Linked DNA regions of Mus musculus: all the other regions are linked to region 1. The links are chromatin contacts, called in public HiCAR-type, HiChIP or PLAC-seq, Micro-C and promoter capture Hi-C maps. All regions are on one chromosome and are shown on one strand. Each heading gives the region's core, a stretch centred on a gene start, on an enhancer-like site or on the middle of the called end of the contact. The rest is flanking DNA. Distances are from core to core; before and after follow the strand shown.

Region 1 (2,822 bases), core at 194-2,693:
GGCCGCGGGGCTTTGTGATTCATGCCCACTTTCAAAGGGGGGCTTGGGCCCGTCTGAGAGGCACCCAAACAACTGTCTTCTAATATTAGCACGGCTGTATTTCGGGATCTATTATAGTCTGTCCAGACAGATCCCATTGTAATGGGACCTTTTATTAAAAGATTAGCACTATCTCCTGCAGTTGGTGGAAAAAAATCTGTTATCACTGAGTTATTTGCAGTTGTGGAGGGGGTAGGAGGAGGGTGATGGAAGATGGGGGTGGGAGGATGAGAGGAGGACCGGGGGGGGGGGGCGCTAGGGCTGGGGCTAGAGAAGAAGGGCGAATTTGAAATCCGTAAGAGCAAATCCCAATGACCTGGGAATGTCCAAGAATTTTGTCTGTTTTGTTCGCTGTTTGTTGTCGTTCGGGCTTCAGAAGCGAAAAGAATAGAAATTTAAAAGGCAGCTTTGAAATAAACAATATAGCCTTTTCCGTGAAGTAATCGTTTTATATAAAAGGAAATATCGCCTCCTCAGTTTCATTCAGCCGTGCCAGAAAATGTTATAAATGAGAAGACCCGCCAACTTTCGGCGAAGAATGCCAGGCATTGCACTCAATAAACTGAGGCTGCAGAAGTTCATTATCATGGTGCAATCTTTTTTTTAAATAAGAGAGAGAGAGAGAGAGAGAGAGAGGAGTCGGGACAGAAACTGGGGCGTCTCGGAGCGGGGGAGGAGGGGGGCAGACCGCCTACGTCGGCGCCCCCGCTCGGGGCTGCGACTCCAGACGCGACGAAGTGAAAGGGGAGAAAAGAAAGGGAGAGGGCGAGACTGCCGGGGGCGGCCGGCTCCGAGGTGTTAAACATTTTTGTTTGCTTCTGACTTGTGGAGCCCGAGGGCCGCGTCTCCGCAGCGCTCGGCCCGGGTGGAAGGTGCCCGGGGGTCGGGGTTCTTAGCAACCTACTCCAGGCTGGGGGGGGAGGGGGCGCGGGAGGGAGTGGGAGGCGGGGGAGCTGGCAGGGTGGCCGCAAAGTAAGACACGTAAGAGACCTCGGGACACAAAACGTCTCCGGGACCCCGCGCCAAGGCTCTGCAGGGAGGCTCCTGAAACTGCTCCCCCGGGCATTGAAGCAGCTCAGGGATCCTGCGGCGGGTTGCAGAAGTCTCATCCCGGAGCCCTGGAGCAGAGGTGCTGGGGACCCATTCCCGGGGTCCTCCGGGGTCCCCGCGCTCCGCCGGCCGCCTCCTCCAGCGCCCTCACTCACACGCGCACACGCACACACGCGCGCACACACACACTCGCACGCCACCCCGGGCGCGCCGGCTCCGAGCGGCGGCGTGCAGGACTGAAGTGGATGTTCCTCCCCACCCCCGACGCGTCGCCCCCAGCCCCCGCCCCTGCCTCCTTCCCCCCTCCCCTCCCGCTCCTACGCAAATAAGAACTCGGCGATTCCCCTCCTGCCGCTTTGATTTCGGGCACCTCCGACAGATAATTGGGAAGGGTTTCCAGAAGGTGGGAAATGTCACCTGATTCACACTGAACTTTTAAAAGCTCCCCACCCCCAAAGAGCCGGCACACCCTCGGTCGCGGCCGCCCTCCCACAGCCCCACACACTGGGAGACCGCCCACCGCAAACCTCGGAGACCCCCGTCTAGATTTAAAGCGCGGCTGCGCCCGGCTTCTGACGTCCATTGAATCGCGCGGGCGGCCGGTGGCGAGCGCGGGGCTGCGCCGGGATCGCTGCGCCCTCCGCCGCTCGCCTCTGCGACGCGCGCCGCTCGCCCGAGCCACCCGCCGCCGCGCTCCTCGCCCCGCGCCTGCCCCAGGATGGTCTGCGCCAGGCACCAGCCCGGCGGGCTCTGCCTCCTGCTGCTGCTACTCTGCCAGTTCATGGAGGACCGCAGCGCCCAGGGTGAGTGGAAGGGATGCGCCCAGAGGCTCGGCTGGGGCAGGGGTTCTACTTTTCTGCTGTCTCCACTTGGTCTGTTCTGACCTACGCTGCTCTCGGAAGATGTTGGAACCACCCGGCTACTCCTGTAGAACGGAACGGGAGGGAAAGACTGAAGGCAGTGACACTTTAGGATAGAGAGCGGAGTTTAGAGCCAGGTTACCCTCAAAAAGGAAAGGGCTTGAGTGGAGGAGCTGGAGCCTCAGTAGTTAGGGGTAGATGCTCCAAGTTCTGGTCCTAATGACTTTAGATGTTATCTCCCCTGGCTGGCTCGGGAGAAGGGCGAGCATCCGTAGCCTGGAGATTACAGTCGACCTACTAGCAATCTATCCATCTTCCTTCCATATCTTTTGGAGACTCTTTAAAAAAAAAATGACGGGGTGGGGGATGGGAGATACCGAATTTTCTTGGGTGGCCGGGGGACGTGGTTTCAGAAACTTTGCCCAAACTTGGAAATGTGGGTACTGAAATTTTTAGAGGGAGGTAGTTTTACGCTTAGCGGATGCTCCTTCTGCCTCTTTCCCCCAAGCCCCGCGAAAAAGAAGAAAGACAAACCAAATTATTAGCCCGAAGTGTTTTAAGTACTTTACAGTTTTCTCCACTTTGCCTCATTCCTGTTAACTTCTGTGAACCAAGCAGCCCACAAGCTATTTAGACTCCGACCTGGATTAAAGAGCAAATTTCTGAAGTTTATCTTCTAAAATTAAAAATGAATTGATTTTATTACAATTAGTCTCCAGGCTGGATTTCTTTTTTAAAAATAGTGGTAACCCCGCAGCTTCACGACAATTACTCTCGAGTCACTTTGGTGATTCATGAGACGTCTGCTTGCCCAAAGTCCGAACACATTAAATAGGGACAGAGAAAGAAACTATTTGTAAAGAGGTTCTTGGG
Region 2 (2,822 bases), core at 126-2,625, 800 kb after region 1:
TGAGAAGAGTTTTTGCTATCCTCGGTTTTTTGTTATTCCAGATGAATCTGCCGATTGCCCTTTCTAATTCGTTGAAGAATTGAGTTGGAATTTTGATGGGGATTGCATTGAATCTGTAGATTGCTTTTGGCAAGATAGCCATTTTTACAATGTTGATCCTGCCAATCCATGAGCATGGGAGATCTTTCCATCTTCTGAGATCTTCTTTAATTTCTTTCTTTAGAGACTTGAAGTTCTTATCAGGAATTCAAGCCCATACCTAAACATGATAAAAGCAATCTACAGCAAACCAATAGCCAACATCAAAGTAAATGGTGAGAAGCTGGAAGCAATCCCACTAAAATCAGGGACTAGACAAGGCTGCCCACTTTCTCCCTATCTATTCAACATTGTACTTGAAGTCCTAGCCAGAGCAATTAGACAACAAAAGGAGATCAAGGGGATACAAATTGGAAAGGAAGAAGTCAAAATATCACTTTTTGCAGATGATATGATAGTATATATAAGTGACCCTAAAAATTCCACCAGAGAACTCCTAAGCCTGATAAACAGCTTCAATGAAGTAGCTGGATATAAAATTAACTCAAAGAAGTCAATGGCCTTTCTGTACACAAAGGATAAACAGGCTGAGAAAGAAATTAGGGAAACAACACCCTTCTCAATAGTCACAAATAATATAAAATACCTTGGCAGACTCTATTTTTATGTAGCACATCTTGAAGAAGTTCCGCGGCAGCTGCCTCAGTCTTGGCCAGTGGAAGGACAATGAAAGGGTGCTCTAGTTGAGAAATGATGTGCAGTGAGTGTCTTTGCCCATTCAATAGCATGGTGTTGATTAGATTCATTCTTTGTTTTCTGAACCTTAATATGAAATAGTTGAACGCTTTGCATTTTGCCCTCTGCTATTGACTATTTCTGTCAGTCCTGAGCTCCCAGGCTCCCTCTGAAGTTGCACAGTCTTCTCGCTTAGTCATCCCATCTCATTTTGCCGAGTCAGATGTACAAACACCAGCTGATGTGGTTCAGGTGTCCTTTAGGCACAAAAGAGTAAAAAGAACGGAATAGGATCCGAACTTAGCTGGAGTTTAGTAGCTGTTTGAAATTGATTGATTTCTCATAAACCAGAGTTAGAATCGTCTCTCCCCGAATGGAATTTTCAGGCAGAGGGAGAGGCTTGTACTGAGATGATTGCACACTTTGCAGGTCACACGGTGTGATCTTCAAGCGCTGCTTCTGGTTTCTACTTTGTGTTTTGGGGTGAACAAGGCAGACAGGCCTGCCAAGGCTAAGGGAGCGTGCAAGTGCGATCCCTGCCTGGCCCACTTGTACAGGCTGTGAGCTAAATGCAACTCGCAGAGGCGGCTATAAATAGCCATTCATTGTCAGTGTGTGTGAAAAGACAAGAGTCAGTGTGCCGGTCTGATTCAGCCCCAATTAAGCTGCCGTCTGGGCAGGACTGTAAACGGAGCTGCTAGGACTAAGAATCGAGTCCGCAGGCAACGCCAGAGACTAGACACTCACGGAAGGGAAGTGGTTCAACGCTGGAGTCGCCTCTGCTATGGCAAAAATCATTTTGAGGCACCTCATAGAGACCCCAGTGCGTTATCAGGAGGAGTTTGAAGCTCGAGGCTTAGAAGACTGCAGACTGGATCATACACTATACGCACTGCCCGGGCCAACCATCGAGGACCTGAGTAAAGCCAGAGGCGCAGGCACGCCACAGGCTCTGGCAGAGGACTCAGCCTCCACGGAGAAGCCACCCGGAGAAGGCAAATCCCGTTTCCAGATCCTGCTGGATGTGGTCCAGTTCCTGCCCGAGGACATCATCATCCAGACCTTCGAGGGCTGGCTGCTGATCAAGGCACAGCACGGAACCAGAATGGACGAACACGGGTTTATATCGCGGAGTTTCACCAGACAGTACAAACTGCCAGATGGAGTCGAAACCAAAGATTTGTCTGCCATCCTCTGTCATGATGGAATCTTGGTGGTGGAAGTCAAAGATTCACTAGGGACCAAGTGAAAGCCTTTTGGTTGCTCTTCATACCCCAGGAAGGAAGATGAAAGCCAGGGACACCCCGGGAATGCTTAAACTTTTGAGATGGATTGCTGTCACTTTTATGAGGATTAAAAAAAACCAAATGTATCCACCGTTCCTGGTATGTGGAGGTTGTCTTTCTTATTGGTAGCCAGAAAGGAAGGTTTTCAAATGTGTTTGTGCAGTTAGGAGTGCTGCTGCTTTTACAATGAAGCCACCTCAGAGCTAGCAGACTGTGGTTGGTACTAGAGAATGCTCAGCCTGGTTTTTGATGAGTCTAAAATTCCACAGAGGCCATTTGGACAACCCATGGCAAACCAGTCCTTGTCAGTAAAGAGATCTGATTTTTCCTCACTGTATGAAAAGTTTCTGCATTGCTAGAAAGAGGGGGGAGGGCTTCAAAGAGAAAATTTTATTTCTGTATACTATAATTTACGGGACCTGGGTCTGAATCTAGTTAAAAGTCACAACAGTTGTTGCTCATTTAAACATCAGTGGGGATCTTCAGGTATTTTAGTTTTTTAAAAGTTCCCATATAGACCACATATAGTTTTCAAAGCTAAACTGAACCCTACCAGAAGTTTTGCTGCTAGACAATGTATACTACTTGCTTTGGTGTTATATTTGTTAGCCCAGAGTGTATAGTGTCTCGTATGCTAGGTGTGGGAAACTAAAACGTTGCATTGCTGGGCTCAGGAAATCTTAATGCTCGCTATTTTGAAGGGGGGATGGCCAGTGCCAGCGTCTGCTGTCTCTACTGGTCGAAAGTTTTAAATAACCTTGC
Region 3 (2,822 bases), core at 241-2,740, 760 kb after region 1:
GTTTTTAGCCTGCTTTTACTGTAACAACTCTAATCGGGAAAAATAAATAAGACACAATACAAAGGGATGCTGTCTACTATGAGAAGTAATGAGAGAAACAAAATACATTTGCAAGATGTAACGAGACAGTCATAGAGGCGCAGGATGGATAACGGCTGTTAAAACGGTCAGGCAGAGGACAGAGATTCGCATCACATCACTGTGTCAGGCTGGAACCCCTGCTCATCTCCTGCACAAGCTGGGAAACCCTGTCTGCCTCTCCCAACTCTGTCTAGAGAAAACTCCCTCGCTCAAACACATCATCACCCTTGTCTCTGTGTTTCCAGCAACCCACCCAAGAGTGCCCGCTCAGGGGCTCATTTTCTGACCATGTATAGACATAATCCCAGCTCCTAGCTCTCGAGTCATCAGCCTACACCAAAGACCCATAAAACCCCCTTGCTTTAGCCTGGATTTGTGACTTCACAGACCTCCACCTGTGAGATTGGTGCACCCACCTGAGAGCTGCCTTCTAATAAGCCTGCATTATCTACTTTTAACCCGGTCTAATCTGGCCTATGTCTGTGTCACCGTGGGATAAAAAAACAAAACAAAACAAAACAAAACAAAACAAAACAAAACAAAAAACAAAAAAACCCTATCACAATGTATTGGCTTAACAGATTACTTGTAAATAGCATGATGGGGCTCTTTTTAACAATCACAATGGAAAAATATGGCCTTTTCTCTTTTGGTAACTGAAATTACTGTCTAATGATTCCACTATTACTAGCACATGTGACTCTTGTGCTAACACTTCATAAATTATATGAAATGACCTGTCTTCTGGTTAACATGGTTAAAATGGAAGTTGGATCTAGAGATTCGACTAGATTCAAGTTAACGCTGACACAAAAAGAGCTAAGTGACACTGTGAGAAAGCAACTGGACACATTGCGCATGCGTAGGCACGCGTGCCTTCTGTAACAGGATTGGAATGGGCTTCAGAATAGAAAGGAAGACTCTGCAGACACTAAAGGGGCAGAAACAAATCCAACACAAGGTCTTTGATTGGATTTTGGTTAAAAAAGCACACATTGGGTGAATGTGACTATTATTGTTCAAATACGAGGCGGGGGGTCTTCACAGGAAAGACACAGCAAAGTAAAAAGAACTCAGTCATAACTCATTTGATGAAGAGACTGCAGAGATGTATGGGCAGGGTGAAGGAAGCAGTATGTTGCTGATACATCGTGGCTTGGCAGAGAAGCCAATGCCTGCCCTTCTGAGAGCAGAAGGAGCGAGCCTAGGGAGAGTGATGAGCTCAGAGTAGCTGCCTAACGAGAGAGTGGCAGATGCAGCCAACGCCATGGCACTGACTTGGTGGGGAGAGGAAGAGAAAAAGCAACCTGGCTCCTCCCCGGCTCTGACCCCACTTTCTGGTTCTTGCTTAGTGTGCCTCATTGCCTCGCCTGTCTATGGGCACCTCCCATTGGTTGATGTTGATTGGCTGTAGAAGCCAGCCTCTCCCGGATCAGAGCTGAGTAGATAAGCCATCTGAGGATCAAACGCCGGGGGAGTCTAAAGCACAGCTGGGTGTTCACAGTGGATTAGAGAATTATCACTAATTGTTAGGTGTGATAACGGTGTTGTAATTATCAGAGACTGAACGGCTTTAGGTGTTTTTTAAAAAATGCATGCTAGAGTATTAAAGGATAAAATGCACGATGTTTCACATTTGTTTTGAAATGGTTCAGCAGGACATGCCAGTTTAATGAAGTGATAGATACGAAACAAGTATAGGAACCGGTATATTGGACTTTTTTCCTTCGCCAATGCCAGCTTTACACATTCGGGCTCCAGTTATGTCACACATGAAGAAGTGGTTCTTGCCCCTTTCTCCTAAACCAGCACCTGGCATGCAATAGATGCTCAAACACGGCATTTGTGTTTGTCTTGTTCACACACCCCTCTCTCATGGATGTTCATATATCCTGGATGTTTGAAATAACCTTCTATCATAAAGAAATTTATTACATGATTTTTTTTTTTGTTTTAAGAACAAGGACAGCTGTAAGGGGTAAGAGGGCTATCAACTAATATAGTACAGTAGTCAATCCAAGAAAACTAAAAGAGCTTTGAATTTAAAGTACCATGTGTATTTCATATATGGAAGCTTTAAAAGTCAGCTAAATGTAGAGTAGCCATGGCTGGAGATTGGGAAGGGGGTGGGTAGCTGGGGAATGAAAAATGAGGTTATTACAGACCATATGGATGTGTAGAAACATCAGTCTGAGCCTTAGTAAGGTGAATAATTCATATCCATCCGTAAAAGTGAAAAAAAAAAAAAAGAAAAAAACAAGTTCCAAGCGAGTAACAGAAAGGAAGTCGCTTTCAAAAGAGGAGAGAGATGATAATGGAAAACAGGAAGTCGGTAGAGGGGGTGCTTTGGTTTAAGGTCCACTGTTCACCCTTCCTGTCGTTAACAACCCCCCCCCCATTTTATACTTTTCCTTTCTCTCTGACACAAAAAAGAGGGGTAGTTAGGAAGATTGTGGATCATCAGGTTGCCATCCTTATTAAAAGCATCTGTTGCCAAGTCTATCCACCCATATTTTGGTCTCTTATTGATGAACCTCTTGAGAATTATTGTCTTTCGAGCCTTTAACCCTCATGTTATTAAGATAAATATATACCTGTGTAATCTTTATTACTTCCTATGTCTCTAAACAATACACTCGGGTGGTGCAGGGTGATAGTCGTCACTGAACCTAGACCCACCCTTTGGTCTTTCGCAATCCTGTTGAGGTGGGCTGCTTGGTGTGGTGAAAAGCCCGGCTAGC
Region 4 (2,822 bases), core at 220-2,719, 660 kb after region 1:
AGCATGATATGGGTAAACTACAAATCAACCAACCATTTAACTTTCAAAATAGCCTCCTGGACATATTTGAGAATCATCAACCTACAAGGACGCTTAAAGAATGTTCACAGATAGCCCACCTAACCTGGCGCAGCGATAACACCCCTTTATGACAAAGATAGAAGTCACTGCCATGAATACATAGACAGCAAAACCAAAATTCAACTGAGACTCTGACTTCGGCTCTGTTCTCAAGGTCGCGCACTAACTGGTCTCCATCCTTGCCAGTTTCTACACACCTGAATAAACCCTCATACACTGGTAACGTTACAACGCAGCCCTCTCTTTCTTGGTCTGGAAAGTATTCGGTCTTTCTCCGTACAGCCTTAAGTGTAATTCCTAGAAGGCACTGACAAATCTCTGCTAGGCCAATCTGCAGTGGAAAAACCATGTGTCCTACAGGATGACAGAAGGGCCAACACTTCTAACCCTCTACTTCAGCACTGCATGGCAACAGCCGTTCGTTCTGACACCATCCACGCAGAAAATGGGCAGGATCGAACACGGTTCATGTCAAAAAGGATCTGCTTGACCACAAACAGGCAGCTCTGTGGAAATACAATTTCTGGAACGAAAACACGAGGCTTGCACAATTCTAGAAACACGTCTAAGTGTTCCGTTCCAGCGCTGTGCTAAAAAAACTTTTCCTACCTAAACTTCCCAGCACGGGGCTGATCTCAAACCGATTGCCAAACCATGCACACCATGCACAAAAGCGGCGTGCACCACAACCACAGCCGCGGGGCAATGCCTGTCCCTGCCCAATCCTGCTCAGGCCGGGTTGCAATGTGGTTTAGTCCAGTCTACTTTCTGGTAATGTGTTTTTAAAATCCCGCCACGACCCAGGTCATTCCTTTAGAGATCTAATAACGACCAAATGACCGGACCTGCCAGGCACTTAGCGAGCCATTCTGCTTATGGCTCTTTAATAGCTCTTGGAGTTCTGCTAAGAGGAGAGCGGAAAACTCCAGCTTCCCCGGAAAGAAAGTCCTGCGCCGGGAGCGCGGAGAGGCGCGCGGAGCGTGGCCCCATCTCCCGCAGTCCCGCCGGTCCCCTCCGCGCCTTTACCTGTCAGCCCGTCCTCTCCCCCCGCCGCCGCCCCTCAGAGCCAGCCCCGGGAGAAAGCAACCCAAGGCATCCCATCCCAAAGAAAGAAAGCCGAGAGGCTGCTGCTCCAGGCAGGGGGCCATGGGCCACCGCGAGATCCGAGAGGCGACATGCCGCCGGCGCCCCGCACCTACCAGATAATCCATGTACAGAAACGCCTCAGTTATCCGGAGATCAGACATCCGGCAGCCTAAAGCATCCGGAATGGCTCCGAACCCGGAAAAAAAAAAAAAGCAGCAGCGTCTCGGGCTGCCAGCGAGCAGCTCCTGAAAAAGCCAGCAACAGCGAAGATCGCCGAGAGCAGCCGAGGAGCCGAAGATTACACCAGGGAAGCGACGATTGGCTGGGAGGGCGGGCCGAGGAAAAGGAGCGCGCTCATTGGCCGGAGTGTCTATAAAAGGCAGTCCCCCCGGTGGAGGGCAGCAGAGAAGCGCGGGACCCGGGACGGTGCTGGTTCCTGTTTGCTGGGGGAGGGGCGGGCGGAAACGCGCTGCGGCCCCGGGAGGCCGACTCTCAGCCTCTAGTCCGCTCGAGACCCGGCAAGCAGCCTGCCTGAGATTGAAGAGCAGCGGCGGCGGCGTCCCCGCCCACCCCTCCTTAAGAAAGCAGCCCAGGGCGGTGGGAGGCAGTTGCCCCGAGCGCCTTCCTGTGGCCTTGAAACGCCCTGGACCTGCGGATTAGAAGGGCAGACACCTTAAAGAAGGCAAACTGTGCAGTACTGGGGACTGCATTGACCCTCCAGGGTGTGGGTGTCTGCTACGGCGGACAACTTGAACTTGACCTTCCTGCGGCTCAGCACCAGTGCAGTCCAGACTAGGAACCTAGAGACTCACAAGTAAATTGATCACCCCAAACATTGAAGGAGACAGGCATCTGATCTTTGCATGCTTAATCCAATGTACCTGAATAGAATGAGCGGTGGGATTGTGAAAGTCCTCTAAAGGACCCAAGTAATACTGTTTGTGAACCTTATCTTAGGAAAAACAGAGCCGGTGCACTTGAGACTTGTGCGTTTCCTAAATTAAAAAAAAAAAAAAGAAAAAAAGAAAAAAAAAAGCAAGCCGGGCGGTGGTGGCGCACGCCTTTAATCCCAGCACTTGGGAGGCAGAGGCAGGTGGATTTCTGAGTTCGAGGCCAGCCTGGTCTACAGAACGAATTCCAGGACAGCCAGGGCTACACAGAGAAATCCAGAGAAACCCTGTCTCAAAAAAACAAACAAACAAACTTGGGGCCCGGGCAGTGGTGGTGCACGCCTTTGATCCCAGCACTTGGGAGGCAGAGAGGCAGGCGGATTTCTGAGTTCGAGGCCAGCCTGGTCTACAGAGTGAGTTCCAGGACAGCCAGAGAAATACAGAGAAACCCTGTCTCGAAAAACCAAAAAATAAAAAATAGAAAAATTTTAAAATTTTTTTAAAAAAGAATTACTTGGAATTGAGTGAAAATGGGAGTCAAGCGAGATAAAGACAACGGTCAGTTCTGGATTTTTTTTCTTTCACCTCCAAGATTCAGGCTAGAAAGGACAGTCAAGGCAAAGGTGAGACAAGATAAGCATGCCATTTGGAGTTGGGTATGGAGAGGAGTAAAATATAGAATGGCAAGAAAATAAAAATCAAAATTGAATCTACTGGCTTAGTGCAACTGAGACTTACTAACCCTGGAGTAAAACAAAACAAAAC
Region 5 (2,822 bases), core at 198-2,697, 630 kb before region 1:
CTAACTTCGTTTTATTTATTTATTTATTTATTTATTTATTGTTTCAAATTAGGGTAGCATTTTCCTTATAAGAGTGAGAAAGTGCTTGAGAAATTTTCAAAAGTTGACAGTATTTCAGGGAAAACCTTTCATTCATTAAGAGTCCAGGAAGGTCTACTTTCTTGCTTTAGTGAGACCCGTGCCTGGTTCGGTGAAAGGCTTTAGAGGAACAAAGCAATGTGAGTTAGAGGCTCTGTGATAAGAAGATGGTAAATTAGATGGGAGGGGGGTGCGGAGTGGGGGGAGAGAGGATACAAAGCAAGTTAAGGTGCAAATTTATACTGGAGTCTTGGACAACCACCACCACCCCCGCAACACACACCAACCTCTAAGAAAGATGGCTGACATCAGTTAACACGATTAACCCTCCCTTTAACCTCCTCTCCTCAATTAAGGCTCTGCTTTAAAATCCTTACACAAAACGCAGTGAGCGAGCCTAAGTGGTCAGGATTTCTCTGCTCCCCCCACTGTCTTCATTCAGAAAGAGACTTCTCTGTATTTCCATCGCCACTGTACCAAAGGGGATGGGAGAAACGGAATGGATTTTTGTTTATTTGTTTTTCTTTTTCTTTTCTTTTCCTTTACAACCAACTCTTTGGCTCTTCTTTTGGGGTGGTCATATTAGATTAGCTTATCTTTACTTCCCATATCCTCAACTTTTGGCTAGTCAGTGGCAGGGAAGATCGAGCGCTAATCTACTGCAGTCCGGCTCCCACACTGAACGCCTCAGAGACTACTGCGCTGAGTCGGCCAACTTTGGATTCTGGGATTCCCAGGACATCAATCAGGTCAAGCTACATAGAGGTCCACCAGGGGTACATTCCACGCATTCCACTGCTCTCTCTGGGCTCTGTCCTTTAACATCTGGGTTAACTGGATCGTGCAAACAGGGTAACAGGCGCAGAAAACAGCTGGACACGTTGCTGAGCCCAGACTGTACGTGACTAGTTCTTAGAAACCGCTTCTGGATCTCTCTGAGCCAACAAGCTCGTCGGTCTGAGTGCTGGTAGGGAAAGAGCGAGCAAAGCCAGGCAGAGTTTGAACTTCGCCGGGGATGGGGGGGGCAAGTCTGAACTTTTGAGGGCGCTTTTCACTTTTATATAAGTTCTGAAGCTGGCTTCACGCTAAGGTGCAGAATGATAAATCCAGCTTAAATACATATGTTTGCATTCACGTACTTGGCATGTGCTCGCACACAGGGATGTGCCGGGAAAAGCTTAGCTTTTCAGAGCGCTGACCGCCTCCTTTGACGTTTATCTAGGGCGAGCCTTTCCTTTTACTGCGCCTGCGTGCGCGCGCCGCCGACAGGCCCCGCCTCTCTGGTAGGGACCCACAACAGACTTGCGCCGGGAGGCGGGCTGCGCCTGCGCGATCGCCGCGTCAGCCGGTTTCGCGGGGCCGGCGACTGGAAGTCCCGAGAGTTGACTCGTGCTGAGCGTGAGGTTTGCCGCGCCGCGCGTGGGCCAGCGCGCGGAGACTTGAGAAAAAGCGTGGGGTAAAAGTGCTGTCCCGAGCTGCAAGAGTTAGAGGTAGTGTTTCCTTCCGGGCCTGAGCCCGCCGCCCCTTCCCTGCCCCGGCCCCCCCTCCTGGGGACACCCCCCCCCCCCCTAGCGTCCCCTGTTCTGAACTGAGCCCCTGCTGAGGTCATGAAGCTCGTGAGGAAGGATATCGAGAAGGACAATGCGGGCCAGGTCACCCTCGTCCCCGAGGAGCCCGAGGACATGTGGCACACCTTCAATTTAGTGCAGGTGGGCGACAGCCTGCGCGCCTCCACCATCCGCAAGGTCCAGACCGAGTCCTCCACAGGCAGCGTGGGGAGCAACCGTGTCCGCACCACCCTCACCCTTTGCGTGGAGGCCATCGACTTCGACTCCCAGGCCTGCCAGCTGCGGGTGAAGGGGACCAATATCCAAGAGAATGAGTATGTCAAGATGGGGGCTTACCACACCATCGAACTGGAGCCCAACCGCCAGTTCACCCTGGCCAAGAAACAGTGGGACAGTGTGGTTCTGGAACGCATCGAGCAGGCTTGCGACCCGGCGTGGAGCGCTGATGTGGCAGCTGTGGTCATGCAGGAGGGCCTGGCCCACGTCTGCTTAGTCACGCCCAGCATGACCCTTACCCGGGCCAAGGTGGAGGTGAACATCCCCAGGAAACGGAAAGGCAACTGCTCCCAGCATGACCGGGCCCTGGAGCGGTTCTATGAACAGGTGGTCCAGGCCATCCAGCGCCACATAAACTTCGAGGTTGTAAAGTGCGTTCTGGTGGCCAGCCCTGGATTCGTGCGAGAGCAGTTCTGCGATTACATGTTTCAGCAAGCTGTGAAGACGGACAATAAAGTGCTCCTGGAAAACCGCTCCAAATTCCTTCAGGTAAAAATCTTACCCAGAGAGAGTTTCCTAATGTTTTAGAATGGGGAGGAGCCGAAGGCTTGGCTGGGACTATAAATGAGATTGTAACTGAACCCTGCAGTATCTAGCACTTTAAAAAGTTGTCCAAGTCCTTAAACAGGTTAGGCCTTATTCATGTGTTTGTCAAATGTCATCGTGGGCTGATTAATGGATACTTTCAGAGATTCTTTGTCTTTTATAATTGTGATTCTAGGTGCACGCCTCCTCTGGACACAAGTACTCCCTGAAAGAGGCCCTCTGCGACCCTACTGTAGCGAGCCGCCTTTCAGACACAAAGGCAGCGGGCGAAGTAAAAGCCTTGGATGACTTCTACAAAATGTTACAGCACGAGCCCGACCGAGCGTTCTATGGACTCAAGCAGGTGGAGAGGGC
Region 6 (2,822 bases), core at 217-2,716, 610 kb after region 1:
TCCTGAACCCAGTTCTAACTCTCAGCGCCCTCCCTCCTGTGACTGACTTATCCCACGACTGTAACCTCCCCCAAAATAGCAGAAATGATTCCAATGCCAGATAAGGGTCATATATGCTATAAGCAATCTCCGGGGGCGGAGGATGGGGGGGGGGGCGGGAAGGATGTTATCACAAACTAGCTTCAAAAAGATGGGAAGTGTTCCAAACAAACATTTCCCATCATTCTCAGAATCAAAGCTAAACTCCTCATAACGACAAGACACTACCCTCATTGTCCACATCCACATGTCCTCTGCCCCTCCCCTCTTTCCCTTGCCCCCTAGTTTCTCCAGCCATACTTGGCTGTTTCCCTGACTGAGCCAGCTCTCTTAGTTTCAGAATCTGGGCTGTCTTCTCTGCCCAGCCTACTTACTGATTCCCACCCGGTAAATTCCTCCCCAAGACTTATTAAGCACTACAAGTCTTACGAACACCTGATATCCCTGTGTGGGCTTATTGATTTGCTAACTGTGGGTCTTCCCTTCTAGAAGAAGACATCAATAGGGGTGGGGTTTGCACGACTCCTAAGAAGGAAGGTATCTTTCACACACCAGGTGCAACATAAATAGTTGCAAAATAGCTCAAAGGCTTGAGTTTGCCTTGCTCCGCTCTGAATCCTATTAACGAGAGATGAAAAAGGCAGGAGGAGATGGAGAAAATGTAATACAGGAGTTAGAAGGGAAAAAATGAAAGGGTTCCTATCTCTACTCTCAGTAAAATAATTTCCGAGAAAGCCTAAGAGGAGAAGAAGAATGTAGATGTGGGCAGGGAAATATTTTTCAAGAATAGTGATAATAAGTCCGAGGAGACAGCTCAGAGGGCAAAGGCACATGCCACTAAGGAAGGTGACCCGAGTTCAATCTTCAGAACCAACATAGTGGAAAGAAATAATCAACTCTCCTGCAGCCTGGCCTCTGACCTCGACACACAGACCTGTGACGTGTGCATGCACAAATATGCGAACTCATTCATGCCTGCAAGCACGTACAAAATAAACATGCTTAAAGATGTTAGACAATAAAAGAAAGGAAGCCGTAGAGGTGAAGAAGGGACTCCCCTGTTGTTTAAGAGGTTCCCGAAATTCCTGAGGCATAGCAGAGGACATTAGAGCACAAGAACAGGGGATGGGTTTCTGTCAGGCAGCCTGGAACAATCAATGGCTGGGACTAGCATTTACATCTCCTGGGGCGTGGGAAGTGTGGACAATGCCTGGGCAAGGAGCCAAGTTGAGCGGGGAAATGCATGCATCAGGTACAATTGGGAGAACTGGTCGACCTGAAAGAGCCCGGCTTTTCAAAACCCAGTTAAAAGTAAAGAGCTAAAGAGCGTCAACAACCTGATTCTGCAGTCTGATGTGGGAGGAACAAGATCATGAAGGCTCTGGAGGGTATGCAGGGGAAGGCCTATGAGGGAGAAGACAGTAGGAAGAACTGGGGATGTGAGGAGGAGGGCTCATAAGGCTCACAGATAAGGAGCTGCCTCCAGTGATAGCAGGAACACTGAAGATGAGAGGCAAGGGTACGAGGTGCAAAACAGGCAGAGTCAACTGGGAGTTCCTCTCTAGCAGGCATCTGTAGTGAGGACAAGCCAGCTCTGAAGAGATGGAGAATTACAAACAGGCACAAAAGGATACAAAGGTAGTCTTGCACTGTTAGGTAACTTTGCTTAAAGTTTGTTTTCAACCCAGCCCTATACTAAATTAAATCACGTTTTCAACATACTAAGCACGACTCAGAGAGCCTAAAGAAAACCTAATACTGTGAATCAGACAAGAACTAAGGAAAAGGTTCAGTTAGGGCGGTCAAGATGGCTCAGAGGGAAATTGCTTGCCCTCCAGAGCTCATAGCAAAATACAAAGAGAACTGACTACACACACACACACACACAAAAGCATGCGCACACACCCTGAATAATTTTTTTAAATTGTCCAATAATGTATTTTGAAATGGCTATCAACACCCTTCTCCTAATCTAAGGAAGAAGGATGGAGCCAAGAAAATTCAGACTTTATATTCTGAATGCTATACTATTTACAAGCCCTAAGGTGCCAACCTCTGTTGCACACTAAAATCACTTGGGGAACATTACAAACCCCCAACACTGAAACATTACAAAACCCCAAGTACAAACCCCCAACACTGAGTTACTTGGCTAACCTAGGGGTGAAGAAGGCTCGCCCTCAGCCTTGTATCTGTCCCCCTTCCCTTTCTCACTGCGGGGATGGCACCTGGTATCTCAGATGTGTTACGACGCTCTGTACCCAAGCCGTGAATGTATTCATTACAAACCTGCGCCACCGCCTTTACCTAGCCACCAGTCTTTGTCACCCATGTGATTCCAATCCCAGGCACGGTTGACACACTGACGCAGAACACAGCTCCTAAGCATACTCTACATAAGGCACAAATTCATGGAAGAAAAGTCAGGCCCACAAAACTGTTTGATGAATAAATTAAAAACGGTCATCTAGAATGTACTCAGAGATATGCAATACTATCAGCCCATTGAAGATAGATAATGTTCTGCACTACAGACCTAGCATTGAGGGCTACCTGGATAAATGACACAACACTGTGTTAAACTTGTGAATGCACGTAACATGCTGGAAAAAAAAAATTCAACACTACTCCAGGCGAAAGATTTGCTGGGGAATTGAGTAGAATTCCCCAACTGTGGAAAGTTCTTCCATTTCCCCCATTGAGCTACTTTGTTGGCTCGGTTCATTTCTTCAGAGCCTTTCAGTTGCAAAAGCGCATCCAGAAGTTTTGAAGTCAAAGTTTGC
Region 7 (2,822 bases), core at 123-2,622, 560 kb after region 1:
AACTCCCAGTAAATGGCCTGCACTGTGAGTAGCAGTGAACCCCACACGCACCACGCTCTCTCTTCTAGACATAGTTATGATAAAGTCTAATTTGTACACGAGATACTGAAAAGATATTAGCAATACACCATGAAAGCAGAACAATTATAACGATACACTGTCATAAACCGGCAGCTTCATGCCATCAAGTACAATAGGGTAGGCTGAGCCAAGGCATTACATCATTAGGACAATTGCTCGGATAACACAGCACTTCCAAGTGGCCAACAGGTGGGTGCGTATGCAGTGCCAATCCCACCCAACAAAGTAATGACTCTCATCCTGAGAGAGGCAAAGCAGGAGGGTACAGGTTTGCAGTCCAACTTCTCAGACCGCTGTACAGTTTAACGGCCATGCAATGTTTATTTGGGCAAGGCCACCCATTCAGTATTTTCAAATGCCCTTGAAATCAGTAACAAGAAGCGCATAAAAGGTAAGTAATGGGGAAATAGTGTATAGCCCGCACCCCCAAAAAAACCCTTTAATCTGTTGTTGTAACAGTTATCTTAAATATTTGAAATATGTTAAAGTGAAGAGACATTTTCATAATTTATTTTCAAAAGAAACTGTTGGCAGCAAGGATTCAAACGGTCCTCTGGTCAATGATTGAGCTATCTCAAAGCACACTCTCAGGATACTTTCTAACAGAGTGAGCAAGCATCAAATGCTGAAGGTTTACAGTCTGAGTCATAAAAGAAAAACAGCTAAAGAGCTTTTCAACTGGCGACCAAGTTCCACTCTGCATGGAGGTCAACCAGATGAACTTAGAAAGGAGATGAAGAGCATGGTGCTGGCCTGGTTGTTTGTTTGTTTGTTTGTTTGTTTGTTTGTTACAATAAATGGTATCTATAAAAGAGCTTCAATCTTTATTTCAATACCAATTTTAATACTGAAATTAATATTCAAATATTTTAATATTTGAAATTTCTTTTCAAATTCCAACAAAATACAAAAAGACCGAGTTTGGGTCTCCTTCCACCCTACTCTCCAACCAGGGATCTTAATGTGTACCTTAAAGAGAGACCAGAAGAAGAGAAAAACCTAAGGGCAGGTCATTGGAAGAGGCCCTGTGCTGGCACCTGCCTTCCCGCCTTCCTGGCCCTCTCCGCGCGTTGGCGTGCTCCAGGCGGTTCATACCATCCCACCTTTGGCTCGTTTTAAAAGACCCGGCGTGAAAATGTGCTGACGGAGCTTCGGGAATTGCAAGCATAAGACAAAAGGGAAAGGAGAGGAAACACTAGCCAGGAATTCACCGAAGCAAGCAGCATGGACGTGTCTGGGTGTTCTCCAGGTAATGAGAAACATCTCCCCGAAGGCAGGCCAAGGGAAGTGCGTTCAATGACTGTTCTTTTAACACGCCTTTCGGGTACATGTCTTAAGGCTGGTGTCACAAAGAAGCAGGAGGGGCTGCTTGCCCCTGCTTCATGATCACACTAGCTCCGAACATAATTAAAACTAATCCTTTTACCTGCCTACACTTCTTACAAGCAATCTGTCTAGTGCATACATTAAAAAGGTCTGGATGCTTTGCACCAACAAGATTCAATCAGTACCTTAACATTTTAGGGGGGGAGAGGGGGGAGGAGGGATGCAAGTCCAAACAACATCGGCTCGTTCGCTTATTTAAAACATTCAGCAATTTTAAAAGGCTTAGAGAACACGGAGCATAATGGCGTATCAAAACGACAAGCCTTCCATCAGACACACAACAGCCAAATTTGCTTACCTGGAGCTTTGAGAGGCAGCCAAGACATGAAAAAGCCCACAGAGGGAGGACTTATGCCGGGACTTGCATGAAGAAGAGGGTGTAGAAACAAGAGTTTGCAAACTGACTGAGCTACTCGATATTACTCAAGGGGGGGGGGGGGGACGCTCTCAGAACCAGTCGATAAAATTATAACCCAGCTCCAAAAAAAGGATGACCTGTAACCTGCCCAGAGGTTAAGCAGAGGTCAGTGCTCCATTAACCTCACACTCATAAGATGCAGAGAACCTTAAGTCAAGTGCCAGGAACATACATCTTACTTTTGTCTGTTGGTGACAAAATTTTCCTTATACAGCCTCAAGTATTTCTCTGTAATCTATCATACATAAGACAAAACAGACGTCACAAACATTAACAAGAAAAGTGCCTATCTTCCCAGATTTGTTTTCACTACTTTCTTGGAGTTCAGTGGGTGGGCCTGGTATAAGCATCACCTATAGCATCCTCACCTATAGCATCCTTGTGTTTAGGTCTCTCATGAGACGCCTGGTATCTATCTCAACAGCATGGCTCGCACTCAGCTCATGCCTGCGGCTCGCCACTGAGAGGAGCCAGGCATCCCCAAGCCCATTAGTCTCCGCTTGTTTCATAGACCTAGGCTGTCCAGCCTCCCTAGTTCATTCACTCCACCAACACTCCAGGTATCACACCATGGCCATAGAAGGAGCAGGCTTCGGAGGTTTTGAAGTCTGCCAGGAATTCTCTGCCTACTCAGAACCACCTGCTGAACACCTACTTCCTTGTAACACTCTAGTCTCAGCAATGCACCAATGCAAGGGTGCACTGAAGAGCCTTCTCATTCTTAAAGGCTGGTCCCCTTCACCTCTGTCTGATAGGGTGCCCCAGCCTCCAGCCCTCAGTGGTGGCTCATTACCCTGGCCTGTCTTCCACAAGAATTGTCTACCCATGGCCCCCTGCACAGCGCGTTGGCTATACACTTCTACCAGTTCATACCAGACGTAGAATTGAACACACTGTCTCCCCGTCAGTGGGACCCTTGTGCAATGGCCCCGCTATC

What was found. Promoter capture Hi-C pulls out the DNA fragments that hold promoters and counts their contacts. A called contact is a pair of places that touch in the nucleus more often than the background predicts. HiCAR-type assays count read pairs that join an accessible place to other places. HiChIP or PLAC-seq counts read pairs in DNA pulled down with a chosen protein or histone mark.
Region 2: a contact with region 1 is called in an H3K4me3 HiChIP or PLAC-seq map of embryonic stem cells, with 9 read pairs. The contact joins the promoter of Hspb3 here to the promoter of Fst in region 1. A contact is called at or near these places in 8 of 39 promoter capture datasets (the 3T3-L1 cell line, cranial neural crest, embryonic stem cells and 3 more), 2 of 115 datasets of contacts at active chromatin or transcription factors (embryonic stem cells and stem cell-derived neural progenitor cells) and 2 of 9 other capture datasets (adipose tissue and embryonic stem cells).
Region 3: a contact with region 1 is called in a promoter capture Hi-C map of hippocampal neurons, with 2.3 times the contacts expected there. The contact joins the enhancer-like site here to the promoter of Fst in region 1. A contact is called at or near these places in 11 of 39 promoter capture datasets (the 3T3-L1 cell line, 3T3-L1-derived adipocytes, the C10 cell line and 6 more), 12 of 484 Hi-C or Micro-C datasets (the AtT-20 cell line, cerebellar granule neurons, cerebellum and 7 more), 3 of 115 datasets of contacts at active chromatin or transcription factors (embryonic forebrain, extraembryonic endoderm stem cells and stem cell-derived neural progenitor cells) and 3 of 9 other capture datasets (adipose tissue, liver and pancreatic islet).
Region 4: a HiCAR-type map of astrocytes shows a contact between it and region 1, with 4 times the contacts expected there. The contact joins the promoter of Arl15 here to the promoter of Fst in region 1. A contact is called at or near these places in 2 of 39 promoter capture datasets (embryonic stem cells and hippocampal neurons), 7 of 484 Hi-C or Micro-C datasets (the N1E-115 cell line, Sertoli cells, cardiomyocytes and 3 more), 6 of 115 datasets of contacts at active chromatin or transcription factors (astrocytes, cardiomyocytes, embryonic forebrain and 3 more) and 2 of 9 other capture datasets (adipose tissue and macrophages).
Region 5: a contact with region 1 is called in a Micro-C map of embryonic stem cells, with 4 times the contacts expected there. The contact joins the promoter of Pelo here to the promoter of Fst in region 1. A contact is called at or near these places in 2 of 39 promoter capture datasets (embryonic stem cells and liver), 2 of 484 Hi-C or Micro-C datasets (both in embryonic stem cells) and 1 of 115 datasets of contacts at active chromatin or transcription factors (pancreatic cancer cells).
Region 6: an H3K4me3 HiChIP or PLAC-seq map of embryonic stem cells shows a contact between it and region 1, with 7 read pairs. The contact joins the enhancer-like site here to the promoter of Fst in region 1. A contact is called at or near these places in 4 of 39 promoter capture datasets (cranial neural crest, hippocampal neurons and liver), 3 of 115 datasets of contacts at active chromatin or transcription factors (embryonic forebrain, embryonic midbrain and embryonic stem cells) and 1 of 9 other capture datasets (liver).
Region 7: a contact with region 1 is called in a promoter capture Hi-C map of hippocampal neurons, with 11 times the contacts expected there. The contact joins the enhancer-like site here to the promoter of Fst in region 1. A contact is called at or near these places in 14 of 39 promoter capture datasets (the 3T3-L1 cell line, 3T3-L1-derived adipocytes, the C10 cell line and 8 more), 59 of 484 Hi-C or Micro-C datasets (the AtT-20 cell line, B cells, the C2C12 cell line and 28 more), 26 of 115 datasets of contacts at active chromatin or transcription factors (bone marrow-derived dendritic cells, bone marrow-derived macrophages, craniofacial prominence and 14 more) and 4 of 9 other capture datasets (adipose tissue, embryonic stem cells, liver and 1 more).

The regions. Positions count from the first base shown.
Region 1 is chr13:114,457,572-114,460,393 of GRCm38.p6, reverse strand. Fst (follistatin) reads left to right here and starts at 1,443. Exons shown (of 6, transcript NM_001301373.1): 1 at 1,443-1,892. The coding sequence starts at 1,808. The region is part of intron 1 of Gm41074 (a long non-coding RNA gene); the gene reads right to left.
Region 2 is chr13:113,662,229-113,665,050 of GRCm38.p6, reverse strand. It overlaps Hspb3 (heat shock protein 3), which reads left to right and starts at 1,375. Exons shown (of 1, transcript NM_019960.2): 1 at 1,375-2,155. The coding sequence starts at 1,559. The coding sequence ends at 2,023. All of the region lies in intron 1 of Gm34586 (a long non-coding RNA gene), which reads right to left.
Region 3 is chr13:113,698,254-113,701,075 of GRCm38.p6, reverse strand. No RefSeq gene overlaps it. Among named protein-coding and RNA genes, the nearest start is that of Hspb3, 36 kb to the right of the region's middle. Within about 2 kb of position 1,490, at least 13 of the 459 cell types and tissues checked have an H3K27ac peak or open chromatin away from gene starts, as enhancers often do. A contact at or near this core is called in hippocampal neurons, where this site is marked.
Region 4 is chr13:113,793,155-113,795,976 of GRCm38.p6, reverse strand. Arl15 (ADP-ribosylation factor-like 15) reads right to left here and starts at 1,469. Exons shown (of 5, transcript NM_172595.4): 1 at 1,281-1,469. The coding sequence starts at 1,328.
Region 5 is chr13:115,088,783-115,091,604 of GRCm38.p6, reverse strand. It overlaps Pelo (pelota mRNA surveillance and ribosome rescue factor), which reads left to right and starts at 1,447. Exons shown (of 2, transcript NM_134058.3): 1 at 1,447-2,411; 2 at 2,644-2,822. The coding sequence starts at 1,686. The region is part of intron 1 of Itga1 (integrin alpha 1); the gene reads left to right.
Region 6 is chr13:113,849,270-113,852,091 of GRCm38.p6, reverse strand. All of the region lies in intron 1 of Arl15 (ADP-ribosylation factor-like 15), which reads right to left. Among named protein-coding and RNA genes, the nearest start is that of Arl15, 56 kb to the right of the region's middle. Within about 2 kb of position 1,466, at least 22 of the 459 cell types and tissues checked have an H3K27ac peak or open chromatin away from gene starts, as enhancers often do. A contact at or near this core is called in embryonic stem cells, where this site is marked.
Region 7 is chr13:113,895,566-113,898,387 of GRCm38.p6, reverse strand. The region is part of intron 1 of Arl15 (ADP-ribosylation factor-like 15); the gene reads right to left. Among named protein-coding and RNA genes, the nearest start is that of Arl15, 100 kb to the right of the region's middle. Within about 2 kb of position 1,372, at least 9 of the 459 cell types and tissues checked have an H3K27ac peak or open chromatin away from gene starts, as enhancers often do. A contact at or near this core is called in adipose tissue, where this site is marked.